Regions from separate parts of the Zea mays genome. Here region 2 is linked to region 1. Evidence: chromatin contacts called from public Hi-C data. All regions are on one chromosome and are shown on one strand. Each heading gives the region's core, a stretch centred on a gene start, on an enhancer-like site or on the middle of the called end of the contact. The rest is flanking DNA. Distances are from core to core; before and after follow the strand shown.

What was found. A called contact is a pair of places that touch in the nucleus more often than the background predicts.
Region 2: a Hi-C map of tassel shows a contact between it and region 1, with 2.4 times the contacts expected there. The contact joins the promoter of LOC100304383 here to the promoter of LOC103631377 in region 1. A contact is called at or near these places in 6 of 25 Hi-C or Micro-C datasets (bundle sheath, ear, endosperm and 2 more) and 1 of 3 datasets of contacts at active chromatin or transcription factors (leaf).

Annotation. Positions count from the first base shown.
Region 1 is chr6:129,778,685-129,785,205 of Zm-B73-REFERENCE-NAM-5.0, reverse strand. It overlaps LOC103631377 (DNA topoisomerase 1), which reads left to right and starts at 4,097. Exons shown (of 21, transcript XM_020539478.2): 1 at 4,097-4,598; 2 at 5,192-6,228. The coding sequence starts at 4,500.
Region 2 is chr6:129,932,110-129,938,630 of Zm-B73-REFERENCE-NAM-5.0, reverse strand. LOC100304383 (O-fucosyltransferase family protein) reads right to left here and starts at 2,950. Exons shown (of 8, transcript NM_001165819.1): 1 at 2,179-2,950; 2 at 1,162-1,229; 3 at 970-1,058; 4 at 708-873; 5 at 333-622; 6 at 32-236. The coding sequence starts at 2,461.

The DNA.
Region 1 (6,521 bases), core at 2,848-5,347:
TCATATTGCATTGGGGTCTGGTCTCTCCGAAGATAAGCTCTAGCAGGCTCTGGACCAGCTTCTCCTTATCATCGTCAACTTTGACGTAGAACCATTCCGATTTCCAGCCTGCCGGCCACTTGCTTCGGTAGCTGATCACAGGAAATTTTGTAGTCTTCCGGTAGGCAAAATTGTAGCAGCCGAAGTTTTCATGTAACCCATCTTTTCGGGCCTTGATTTGGTAATGCAGCTCATGTACTCGGTAGAAACCTTCGGCAAACGGTTCCACCCCTTGGCTGCAGAGAGCCCAAATGTAAACGCTAAGCCTAACGATAGCGTTAGGAGTTAGCTGATGAAAGTGGATCCCAAACTTCTTCAGCACATCAGCAATCATCTTGTTCAAAGGGAATCTCAAACCAGCTTTGAAGAAACTCTTCAAAACTACTATTTCATCTTTTCCTGGCTTTGGAGTAGTTTCCTCTCCACCAAAGCGAATCAACTCTTTCTTTTCTTCATTGAAATAGCCCAATTTTAACATCTTAGGAAGGTCACCTTCGGAGACTGTGGATTTTCCAAAATCCAGATGGCTGGGTTTGCTCGGCACCGCACTGCTATAGTCATCCTCAGAATCGGTCTCCTCAACATCAACTTGCTCTGCTCCAGTGGCAGGGACGTCCTCCGATGTTACCAGCCCGGATCGCTTCATGGCTTCGGAAATCGGAACAGTCTCAGCAGCTTTGGTCTCATCTCCCTCGCGATCAACCCTAGCAGTAGAGCGAACTCTGGCCATTTGACTATGACTTCTTGAAATTTTTCGTTGTTGACTTTTCTGATTTTCCCGAAGCTCTTCCTTTTGTGACGAAGCAGATTCAAAAGCGGAGTTTCATCTGAGCATGATGATTAAGCTTTGGCTATGACTAAAATTTTGGCAGCAAAACAGTGCAATAGCAATGAATGCCGTGGTAACTTCACACCTACCCGTCTGTTTATATAGTGCCGCAGGTGAGAAGGTGAATCGTCAAAGTCTCCCGCACCGAACAAACAGTCACCCGCACTCGCTGAACGGTGGGCCACAGGGTTCGAGAGGGTGAATCGCCAGGGCGTGCGTAACTGCTGCAAGATGGAGCCACCTCGAGCGCGGATTATTTTAATCGTTTCTCGCCAACGAGCTCAGGGAAGGTGTTTTCGGATCTTCGGCATCCCGAAGCATAGAAGACTTTTTCACGGATCAAGCTCGTTACGAAAAACGATCTAGCACCGCGAAGGGGCTACTGTTGGGGTATGCTTCGTAGCCGAAGATCCTAAAGAAAGAGAACACCTTCGGCAGACCCTCTCAGGAGCAAGCACTGAAGCTATTATTTAGAGAGCTTCGACACAATGATAGATCTTAAGATGAAGGGCCGAACCGACTTAAAGATGAATTGACTTAAAGACCCATGATGTTTGTGTCATTATTGTAGTCAATTGTAAAGGACTTAAATGTAATTTTACGCAGGTTGCACCCTGTGCCTATAAATAGGTGAACAGTACCCCAGCACTGTTCACGCGATCCTGTAATCACTGACACATTACGCTTGAATTATTGCTTTACATCAAGGCGAAGGTATAAATGTACCCAAATATTATGTTTTAATACTTATATATTCATATAATAAAATATGTGAATATATTTTATACTTTATATTTCATTTCTCATTGTTTGTTGTCTTACAAGTATAATCTTCATGATATTTTACTCATAACCTTCGTCCGAAGCTCATTAAATCCTTGGGGAGATAATGCTTCAGCGGACGAAGGGCATTTATACTTAACATCTTTGTGTTGCCTTGTTCTTAATTCGAAGCATTTGAGAACAAGTCCCCAACAGTCGGTCCATGCGATCAACCCAAATTTTTTCAGCACTACTCCTCGCCTGTGTGTACTGTTGATTTGCAGGGCAATGGAAAACTAAGATACAGGTTCACCTCCGCTGACGAGCTAGAAGAAGTTGATATTGGCCCTAGGGATAAGCCGTGGCCCACATTCATTGGCAAGAGGTTTGAAAGTGAAATGTGCCCTTGGGACATTTCCAATCGTTTTTGTGTGATTAAAATGCTCAACACATTACTAAGAACTAACACTACTCTTATGAGCATGAGCATATGCGTTTAGAAAGAAAATTGAAGCAAATGTATGTTTCTAACACTTAGTCATTTGTTTTAGGTACTAACAATGTTCATCTAAGTGCTAGAGAACTTCTCAAGTCAAGCCGAAATGGAGTTAAGAAGGTTGGCTAAATATGGCCAAACTTGGGACAGTCTCGGCCTCAACGGATAGTCACTCGCGACATGCTCAGATGAGGTGGCGATGTGCTCGGGTGAGGACTACGCTCGGGCGAGTCGTGATTGCGCTCGGGCAAAACACAACTGTCTCCTGTCCGAAGGTGGGCTCAGGAGAGCTGAGACTATGTCTCCCGCTGAGGTTGGCCTTAGGCGAATCGAGTCGTGATTGCCTCAGGTGAGTTGTGACTGCCTCGGGCGAGCTCTGACCTCGGGCGCGTTGCTGCTTCGGGCGCATTGATGCCTCGAGCTCGTTGTGGCTTTAGACGAGTTATGGCCTCGGGTGAGTCGTGTCTGGTGTGCCATGTGATCGAAGGCGCACAACTGTCGAATCGACCAATGAAGGAAACAGATCGCTGATTGCTTCAATCTGGTGCAAGCAGACATGGAAGGCTGATTGCTTCCCAGATGAAGAACCAACGACTCCTAGGCTCTTTGGGGCTATAAAAGGACCCCCTGGGGCTATGGAGCAGTAACCCTACAACACACTGAGACAAACACAAGAGCTTACAACATACTCCGAGACTTCAATCACGCCTTGGTTCGGTCAAAGAGAGATCTAAGCGCGTTTTTGAGTTGAGATTATGTTGTTTTTCATTCGTGCGCTCTTTTCTTCACTTGTGTGCGTGTTCCTACTGCATTTGTGCTCTTGTGTGTGTGTGTTGCTTCTTCCTCTCTTACTCTTGTTCTTGATTTTGATCATAATGTGTAAGGTGTGAGAGACTCCAAATTATGAAAATTCCTCACAAACGGGACCATACTATAAGGAAGACTAACCATGGTACTCAAGATTGATCTCTAGATCACATGGGAGGGGTTGATTGCAACCCTCGTCCGTTGGGACGCCACAACATGGAGGTAGGTCTTGGCCGAACCACGAGATAAATCGTTGTGTCTTTGTCTATGTTTCCTTCTTTGCGATTTTGTTCTTCCGAGCTCTGTACTTCATGTTCATGATTGCTCTAGTTTCAATACACATATTGTGAGAGCAATTAAGTGAAGAGATCCTCCTTCTTCTTAATTGAACTTGGTTTTAGTTTTACTAACATCATTTATAGACCAAGTTTGTTATTTCTAGTTAAAGTTTTCGCAGGATCACCTATTCACCCCCCTTTATGTGCTCTCATGGTTAGACCCAGAGTTAAGAGAGCCGATGATAAGCCTGCTAAAGGAATATTCGGATTGATTTGCTTGGGATTACATGGAGATGCCATGGCTTGGCAGGAGCATTGTAGAGCACGTACTCCCGCTGAAGATGGGGTTTTAGCCTTTTCAGCAACGAGCACGGTTGATGAAGGATGAAGTACTGCATGAAGTCAAGAGGTAGAGCAAATGTTGGAGACAGGGTTCATGAGGGCGTGTCGGTATACTGAATGGATTTCTAGTGTGGTACTCATTCAAAAGAAGGATGGCTGGTGGAGGGTATGCGTGGATTTCAGAGACTCAACAGGGCCACACCAATGGACAAATACCCCATGCCGGTCGCAGAAGTGTTGATCAACGCAGTTGTCGGCCACAAGATATTGAGCTTCATTGATGGAAATACTTGGTACAACCAAATTTTCATGGCCCGGGAAGACGTGCACAAAACCACATTCCGGGTACCAGGCTCGGTAGGATTATTCGAGTATGTGGTCATGACTTTTGGGTTGAAGAATGCCAGAACTACATACCAGCGTGCCATGAACTACATTTTCCATGACCTGATAGGGAATCTCGTGGAGATTTACATCGACGATGTCGTAGTTAAGTCTACATCCACCGGGACATATAAAAGACTTGTGCCAGGTCCTGGAACAAACCAGAAGGTGTAGGGCTAAAGATGAACCTGAAGAACTGTACATTTAGGGTAACAGTCGGTTAGTTCTTCGGATTTTTAATGTACGAGCGAGGGATAGAGATCACTCTAAAGAGTGCTACGAAATCTCTACGGTGAATAGCCTTATATTCTAGTTACAAACATATTCTTCCCGCAATCAGATTGTCAGGAAAAAAAATTGCATTGGAGAACCGTTAGATTTAGAATGAACGTGGGCAATGCAGCCTGCAGTACTGCAGTCAATCTGGTTCCGCTGCTCCTTCCTCGGCACCGCCGCCTCGCAATCCGCTCCCGCTTCGCCCGTAAAACCCTAGCTAAACCCTAGCCGAAAGAAACAATGTCTCTCCTCCCCTGAGCGCGCTCGTGGCCGCCCCTTGTTGGCCATGGCTCTCCAGCTCCGCCGCCTCCTCCCGCACGGATACGCCCAGCGACACCGCGCCGTCATCCACGCGCTATCGCTGCTGCCGCCGCCGCCCGCAATGGTGAGTGGCTCTCTGTCATTCTGATGAGAATTTATCACGTCCGGAAGTGTCTGATGTGCATGGTGGTGCGGCGTGAACGCCACCTGTTCGTTGTATTACCCGTGAGCCACATAGAGCCTCGTTCCTTTTCTCTTAAAACAATAAAACAAGGTGGCTTTGCGAAACAACAAGGTTTTGTGGCGGAGCTATGTCATGGCGCATATCAAAATATTATCCCCTGGTTAGAGAGAAAGACATCCTTTGCCATTGCACAACAATGTGCAAGCCTGATTTGCAAGGATTAAAACGAACCAGATACCATCAACCACTATTGTGTCGATCACCTTATTTTTCTTTTGTTTCATCTACTTATCCTTAAATAATTATTCAACTACGGACATTTACTGAATATGGGGCGCCTATTTTTCTGTTTGATGAGGAATGTTTATGAAGATAACAATGACTTTTGCCCTTTGTCTTTCTGTTTTTTCCCCAAGTGATCATGAGAATGGGAGGGAATGATTTTTTTTCATGATTCTACCTGTTATAATTTGGTATAATGTTTCATTTGAGTTGTGCTTGTTTTTTGTGTTGTCTATTTATTTTCTTTTCAGCTTCAATTCGAGGTGTTTCAGAGATATTCTTCTTCACCCTGGCCCTTTTCACCTTTCCGCCCTTGTAAAATGTGTGGGGTTGCATTTAGGAGCAATTCAACAAGGAAAATATCTTCAAGAAATAATTTTGGGGTTGCCTTACAGCCCAAAAGTAGTGCCTTTATTACTCCTCGGCTCTTTGGCAGCTATAGTTCTGTATGTTTCAGAGCCACAGCCAGCTGTGGAATTGCTTTAAAGGCTAATAATATTGGCAATTCACGACCATTCTCAACTACATACAGTAAAAAAATAAGGTTTCTTGTTAAAAATAAGATTTCATTCAGTAATCTAAATATGAGAAGGAAAGACGGAAGTGTTGCACATAGTTTGCTTCATAGATCTGAGAAATGCCAAAGCACATTAGCTACATGTAGCACCATTGTTGATGAGGCTTCAACATCTACTAGTAACAACAGCAAGAGTGTTACTGATGCTAAGACTGACACTGCCAAGAGGAAGAGTTCAAGAGGAAGCAAAAAGGAAGTTGATGGAGATATGAAAGAAAAGGAAGTACATACCAATAAAAAGAGGATATTTGCTAGAACTCGTAAAGCTGCAACAAAGACGTCTGATAATATTAGCACGAACCAAGAAAACAAGAAGACTGATAATTGTAAATTGAAAAGGGGTGCTGATAGTTTCAAAGAGAAAAAAGTAAATAATAGGGCAAAGTCAAAAGCAGAGGTTTCTGCTGCTTCTTCTGTACCTGAAATTTGTATGCAATCCTCTATTGATGGTTCAGTTATTGAGAAAAAGCCACTGGTGCCATTGTATCCTCCCAGAGCCAAATCAGTTGTGGTTGTGGAATCAGCCACAAAAGCAAAAGTTATTCAGAAGTACCTTGGGGACATGTATGAAGTGTTACCAAGCTATGGTCATGTGAGAGATTTAGCAGGTAGATCTAAATCTGTCCGCCCCGATGATGACTTCAGCATGGTCTGGGAGGTGCCTGCTGCTGCCTGGACACACCTTAAGAGCATTAAAGTTGCACTGCAAAGGTATGTTTTTTGTAGCGTGTAGTGTGGATGCATTCTTGAACTTCACTAAAACATACATACGCTTTGATTACACATGTTCTCCACCTGTATAAAACATCTTCTCATTTTTTGTCAAAGGTTTATACACATTAGCTGCTCTTCTAATTACAGAGACAAAGAAACACAAAATCGAGTAGACCTATCATTATAGAAGTAATTGCTGTAACATTCGATATGTTCGCATGTATGTTTGTCTCCATGATCTTCTATTGTATTCAACAATGACTCCAGTCCACATAATTTCTGCAAATTAG
Region 2 (6,521 bases), core at 1,701-4,200, 150 kb before region 1:
CAATAGATGCATAATATATTTGTGCACATACAACATTCGGGTATGCTGAAGTTAGAGAAGCCATCCTGCGCTTTCCACCGTATATTTCCCCAGCAGCAATGTATATTTGCATACTTCTATCGATGTCAAGTGCTCTGAGGACAAGAGCAGTCTCCTCAGGCGTCAATGGGCAAAGGCCATCTTTTCTTTTCAAGTCTGAGTCAATCACTTTTTCTTTCCACCATGGATAAGCATACCTGAAGCCAAGAGCAGTTTGGAGCATGTCACTTCAACAGAAGAAATAAGTAGAGGAAATTTCACTCTAGGTTAAAGGCACAATTCCAAAATTTCACCTCATTCTTGTGAGTTCTTCTGCCTCTTCAGTACTGCAACCTTGTGTACAGCCAGAGAAAGCCAACATATCCATTTCATACCGTAAATGAAGTACCAAGAAAGGTCCATTTTGGCGAAGAATTCTAATTACTCTCTTGCCCAACTCTTCAATTTGTGGGGTAAATTTGAGGGAGGCATAATTTACTCGGCATCGAAGTTTCTGAATTTCTATTGGTAAACCATTGTTTGCTAGCCTAGCATCAGTTCTATTCAAATGGAGAACCTTGTACTTACGAATCAAAGGAAGAATCTGATTTAAAATAAACCAAGTGTCAGTTTATACAGTAAATTCTGCAATATAGACTAGTCTTGGCATAAAATACGATGCTACTTACCTGATTTTGATAGTAGGAGATATCAGACCAACTAATTGGAGGCATGGAGTGAAACATTCCAAGTTCAACTCTTCTCTTTACCCTTGGAGGTAATTCTCTCAGAATGCGAACTTCACCTCGTAATGAGGTTATAAAGTGCTCAACATCAAATATATCTTGGAACTCACTGCAGGATAGAACGGACTGCAGCAGTTAGCTTCCCTTACATAAACACAAGTCCCAGTAATAGTTCAAAAGGCAATTTGAAGTCGCCAAACAGCACCTTGGATCGTTCCAAAATGAAGTTTTATCCAACTCTGGCACGACTAAAGTCACATTCAAATATCTTGCAATTACAACCATGTCACATATCTGATAAAATAAAAGTAGGGAAGTCCAGAAGCTAGTGTTAAGAGTCAGACGTTGTAAAGAAAACCGACGAATCAATACAAACAAGGGTTTTCCAGTTGCTTACTGCAGCTCGCATTTGGTTAAGCCCACCATTGCACGAAACCATCAAGTAACCATTGTTCCTATATATTCCTGGAAAGCATTGACAACAAAAGATCAGCAAAAAGAAACACTAGAACATGCACAACATATTTTGCTACTTGGAATCATAGTTATAATACTGGTGCACATTGAGTACTTGAATACCAACAAGAAAATTATGACCACACTTTTCCTGTCATTAATTAGGAAAGACATTCAGTTAATGGAAATGCAGGTGCAATGTAATGTCATATAACAACCGAGGTCTTTGTTGACAAGTGCAATTAGCTTGGCTCCTATAATCCTCTGTCTGGGGCTCTGGGCTGAAATGTGTCCTAAGAGCTAAGTTATCTCCTATTTGACAGAATGTTGTTTCACCAAATGCAACTACGGTTACTAGAAAAAAGGCCAATGATGCAGGCATGCAGCTACCCAAGAACTGCTGAGAATGAATGATTGACAACAAACCAAGCCTATGAAAATGTGACCCACCTAAAAAGTATGATATTAACATGAAAATACAATAACCAGAACGGCAAACCCGTTGCCTTACTACCAAAAAAAAAAGGATAAAGCAATGCGATGATATCGACATGCATGACCGAACGCCAATGTTTATAACAATATACTGATCCAATAACGTGGAAATGATGTGAGCATGATTGCATTATGAAATGCCACGGAAAGCAGCACATGCATACAGGTGACATTAGCACAGAACGAAATCCGCGTGACGTTCTGCATTACGCGGGGCTTGCCAATCTGAGCACACGAAAACGACGGGAAATCGTCACCGATCGCAAGTCGTTTTCATGCAAGACCGAGGAAATATACGCAGGAGGCTTGGAGGGATCTTCCACGCCTGACGCCACGATGCAGGCGGGCTGTCGATGTCCAGCTGGGAACCGTCGTCCAGGCGCAAGCAAACAGCAGGCCGGCGGAACAGGGCAAAGGAAAGCGAGCGAGCGAGCAACCAGAGGCCGCGGGGCGGGCGACTCACTTTTGGGCGGCAGCGCGAGCGCGGCCTTGTCGACGGCGAGAGGGTGCGGGCGCGCGGCGGAAGCCTCCTCGTGCGGCGTGAGGCAGGAGGGCCAGCCCTTGAGCACACGTGGGCCCCAGGTGTCCCCGACGGCGGTGAGCTGCAGGACGCAGGTCCAGAGCAGCACCGTGGTGGTGGCGGGCACCAGCCAGAGCTTCATCCGCGACCGCGCGGCGGAGGAGGGAGGGAACCTGAGCTTGTCGCCGGGCGCCGCCGCCGGCGACGACTTAACCTTCCACCCCATGGACCATGGACCAAGCGGGGGCGAGAGGCACCTAGGGCGCCCGGCGCGTCCGGAGCGGGGAGGGAACTACTAAATCGGCCGCCTGCCTCCTCGGTCGGAGATAGTATTACCGGCCAATGCGGCTGCGAGCAAGGCCTCCCCCTCCTCCGGGCTCCCTTGCTCCACGCCTCCAGCGACAGCAGCACGGCGCAAGACGCCGCCCGCAAATTTGGCGAAGCCGAGCAGGTCACCGGCGCCCGGCCGCCCTGTCACTCAGGCCGGCACCGCGCCTGTCGGGGAATCCACCTCCTCGTGCCTCCTGCGCAGTGCTCAGCGAAACCGGCGGTCGTCGGTCGTTCGCAGCCGCGCGGAGGTCGCGAGGAGGGCAGCGTGGCCCACCAGAGGCGAGGGCGGGGCGCCGGAGAGGAGGCGGCGTGGATCTCGTGGCCAGCGCAGCGGAGCGATGAAGAGGGGAGAGGGAGGGAAGGTTGAGCGGTTTGTGGGGACGCCTAGTTATTTTTGGGCGTCGGTGCCTCGCCTCGCCTCGCCTGTGCGAAAATGCGAGTGCCTGCCAGCCTCGCTGGTCGCTGCCTGGTAACGTGGTGGTTGTTTGGCCAGCAGTGGTGGTGGTGCGTGTGCGCGTAGTAGCGGCGTTAATGCGCAACCCCGCTGCGACCCAATTGGAGTGGCGTTATTCTTATTGCAAGAGCCGCTTATGGTAACTTCATTTTAACGACATTTTGGGAAGCGACAGTGATTGAACTGTTTGTCGTAGATTGCGTCTCAAAGGTTCACATACCGTAAAAAAAATTACAAAGCTAGCTAGCTAGCTAGTTGCCGGTAGCTTTCAGAATGGGCACGGCCAACGGCGCGGCCCTTTTGCCTTTGCCACGCTTCACATGCACGCCGCGCGCGCCCGCGGCGGTGCTTCACGGACAAGGTAGTCAGTCCACCACACAATCACATTCTAAATACAAAATAAAATAACGTGGTACAATTCAAATATCGTGTGTACCGAACAGACGAGTGGCCAGAGTAGCCTCCTCTGTTAACAAATAAATGTGACGAGCAGATATCACTAGCGCCTGATGCGTGCGTGATGCCCCTCATGCTAATCATTTCCGCTCAAGTAGCATGTTACCTGATGGAGAAAGGAATGTTCTTTGAGAATATTGTTGTTGATTGCTCCCTTTTAAATATTTCTAAGATATGTATGTATATATACACTAGGATCTGTATTTATTATTAGTTTAATAGAGCTACATGTACTTGTGCTCGTCTACAACTACAAGGAATATTGTTCGTGCTAAACTCTTAGCAAGAATGTTTTGTTTCCGTTAATACTATAGCTTGGACATCATCTGTGGATGCATGTGTCTGGTTTGGAAGATTGCTACGACTATTCTATCTAACTTCTTTTTTCTAATTCGAAGGACTAAGCTTAAAGAGATAGATTTATGGCGTCTTAGCTAGCAAACCAAAACACGAAACGTTGCTGCGACTATTCTCTGCCACACACAACTAGAAGGCGAGACCGTTGGAGAAATTAAACTACCAAAAAGACATCGAGATATAATGACTTAATACTTATATTTTGGCATTATATTATCTGCGACTATTCCAAGCTTTGAACATCGAGAGATGCATGTGTTTATGACCTGAGAAAGTTTGATGGATGAAAACTTGTCATCACGGGAGAGAGAGAAAACAGTTTGTGGCTTCGGTTCATCTTAATACAAGACAGGGTTAAAAGAACAACATATGACTATTAAATATCACATATGACTTAATGACTACTAGGTATATATCTGTGTGTTGCAACAGGTAATACTTGTGTAGGCATAGGTCATTGTTTAGTGAGGTTATCAACCGAAGAGTGACACTTGTGTACGCATAGATCATTGTTTAGTGATGTTATCAACCAAACTTCGCGCGTCGGGTCAGCAGGTGAAGGAGGTAACATCAGGAGGCAGGCTCGGGGGGGTCGGGTGTGTGCGACCGCGAATCGCGTCGGGAGGAAGGTTCAAAGGCGGCAGGTGGATGAGGCCGCGACATGTGGAGCGCGGCGCGGTTGGAGCGAGGGGCGGGGAAGAGGTGGAGGAGGTCGGGTGTGGATGGTTCTGCCAAAATGTCGGGTCCATCTGTTGGAGATATAGGAGAGGTAGAACCAGAGAGGGTCAGCCTACCCCTTACCTTCTTCATAGTAGTATAGTTAGGTATCTGTACATTGTTACAGACATGCATGGACCTTGTTTAAATAAGATAGTTATTTAAATATTTACTTAAACATGTTCCAACAAAAATTTCAAGTAAAGTCAATTTTAGGTTCCTGGTGCTGACAAGATACTATTTGCAATCAATAACTAAGAGTATCCAACATCTTGCTCTGCACATCACAAATAAAACAAAATTGAACTGCATCAACCCTTCCATTTCACCATCTTATTGTACATGCCTTATACTCCTGGCGCATGGGTCTTCTAGGATGTGGCATAACCTAAAGAGGACCAGCTCACATTCCGTTCATTTGCCAAACTAATACAAGGCCACATGGCGCCTAAACTCAACAGAGAATCGACTAAAAAGAAATGGATTAGAACCTTGGTGTTCTAACTTCAAACTGATACAAGGATCCATGGAAGTCATCAATCTGCAAACAAATCCTAAACACCTACGACCGATGAAGCATAAAAATGGACAGAAGCTAATGATGACCTTTAGGTGCACATTCTGAAAGAAATAAGGACCAGATCCACAGTTATTAATATTTTCAACTTTATTCACCATGGGATGAGATTCTCAATTCACTGTTGTTGGTGCTCTCATGATGTTACTGACAACCACAAAGAGTGGCATAAAGAGACAACAAGTTCTGCAAAGCTCATGGATCCAAAAGCTAGAACAAAGGGATCTTAAATGCGAAGGGCAGAGACATCGTCGCACCCTGAACTGGGATCGTTGGGTTTTTTAGACAGTTTTGCAAATTGTGAATCCAGGTCTCTACTGTTATTACGGCTATGGGTAGGAGTCTACTGTTGTCTACATGTTGTTGTTGTTCTTGGTGTTGTTGGGACAATGTTCTAAGACGACCAATTTCCCTCTCAAACATCTCATGCTAATCCGCAACATTAGCGAGAAAAATCGGTGACTCAGTTGTTTTAAAAAATATGACTAATGAGCTCCAATATATTCTGGATGAATTATGAGTCAATTATTTCCTACTGAACAATTTTTGAAGTAACACCTGTTGAAATGCAACTATGTTGCTAAACTGTATAATTTAAAGCAAACTTTCCAGATAATCTCATTGTTCTCATAAAAGTGGTAATGCAATAGTCTTTTATCAAGATATTATATGAACATGCCAGTTGTAGGCATATAGTTGATGCTTAGTTTACGCCGAGACATCTTTTTATTGGTTCCTAACATATTTGCAGGTCTATCACACAGACTTACAAAGATTCAAAAACTAACTGCTACTGTAATTCCCAAGTAGAGAAGACACATTTTGAAAGTCACCGAAAAACCCTAGGGGAAAGAAAGAGGAATACTTACAATGTATAATTAGATGCTCATGGGATAGACACTCAAGTCCTTGCTTCAAGGCTTTATTTTCCATGTCCAACATGATATTTTGCTGACTGAGAAAATACATTTCAGCAGTTACTTCTATTTCCTCTGTCAGCAAGCATAAAATGTAAGAATTTTCTTGGATGTTCAAGGTTCCTAACTCGTGCAAGAAACAATTAATATAGGTCATTTAGAACAAAATGATTACCCGTAAGGACTGAACTCTTCTCTCAAGCTATGCAATATACTAGAGCTTCCAGACGCGAGATCTTTGAACATATTGTCTGCAATTGTTATAAAATAAAAAAAATTAAATAAGTAGACCACAAAATTTAAATAAGCAGACCTCAAAATTCAATGTCTATCGACATATATCTGCATGAACATGAGACATGGCACCTGGATTGTGTAAACTTAAGTGTGTATATATTGGTAACAAAATGAAGCTCGATGCGCATGAAGATGTGCACCTACGTTGTATTCACGTGTATTCTGAATTTAGAGATGGAAA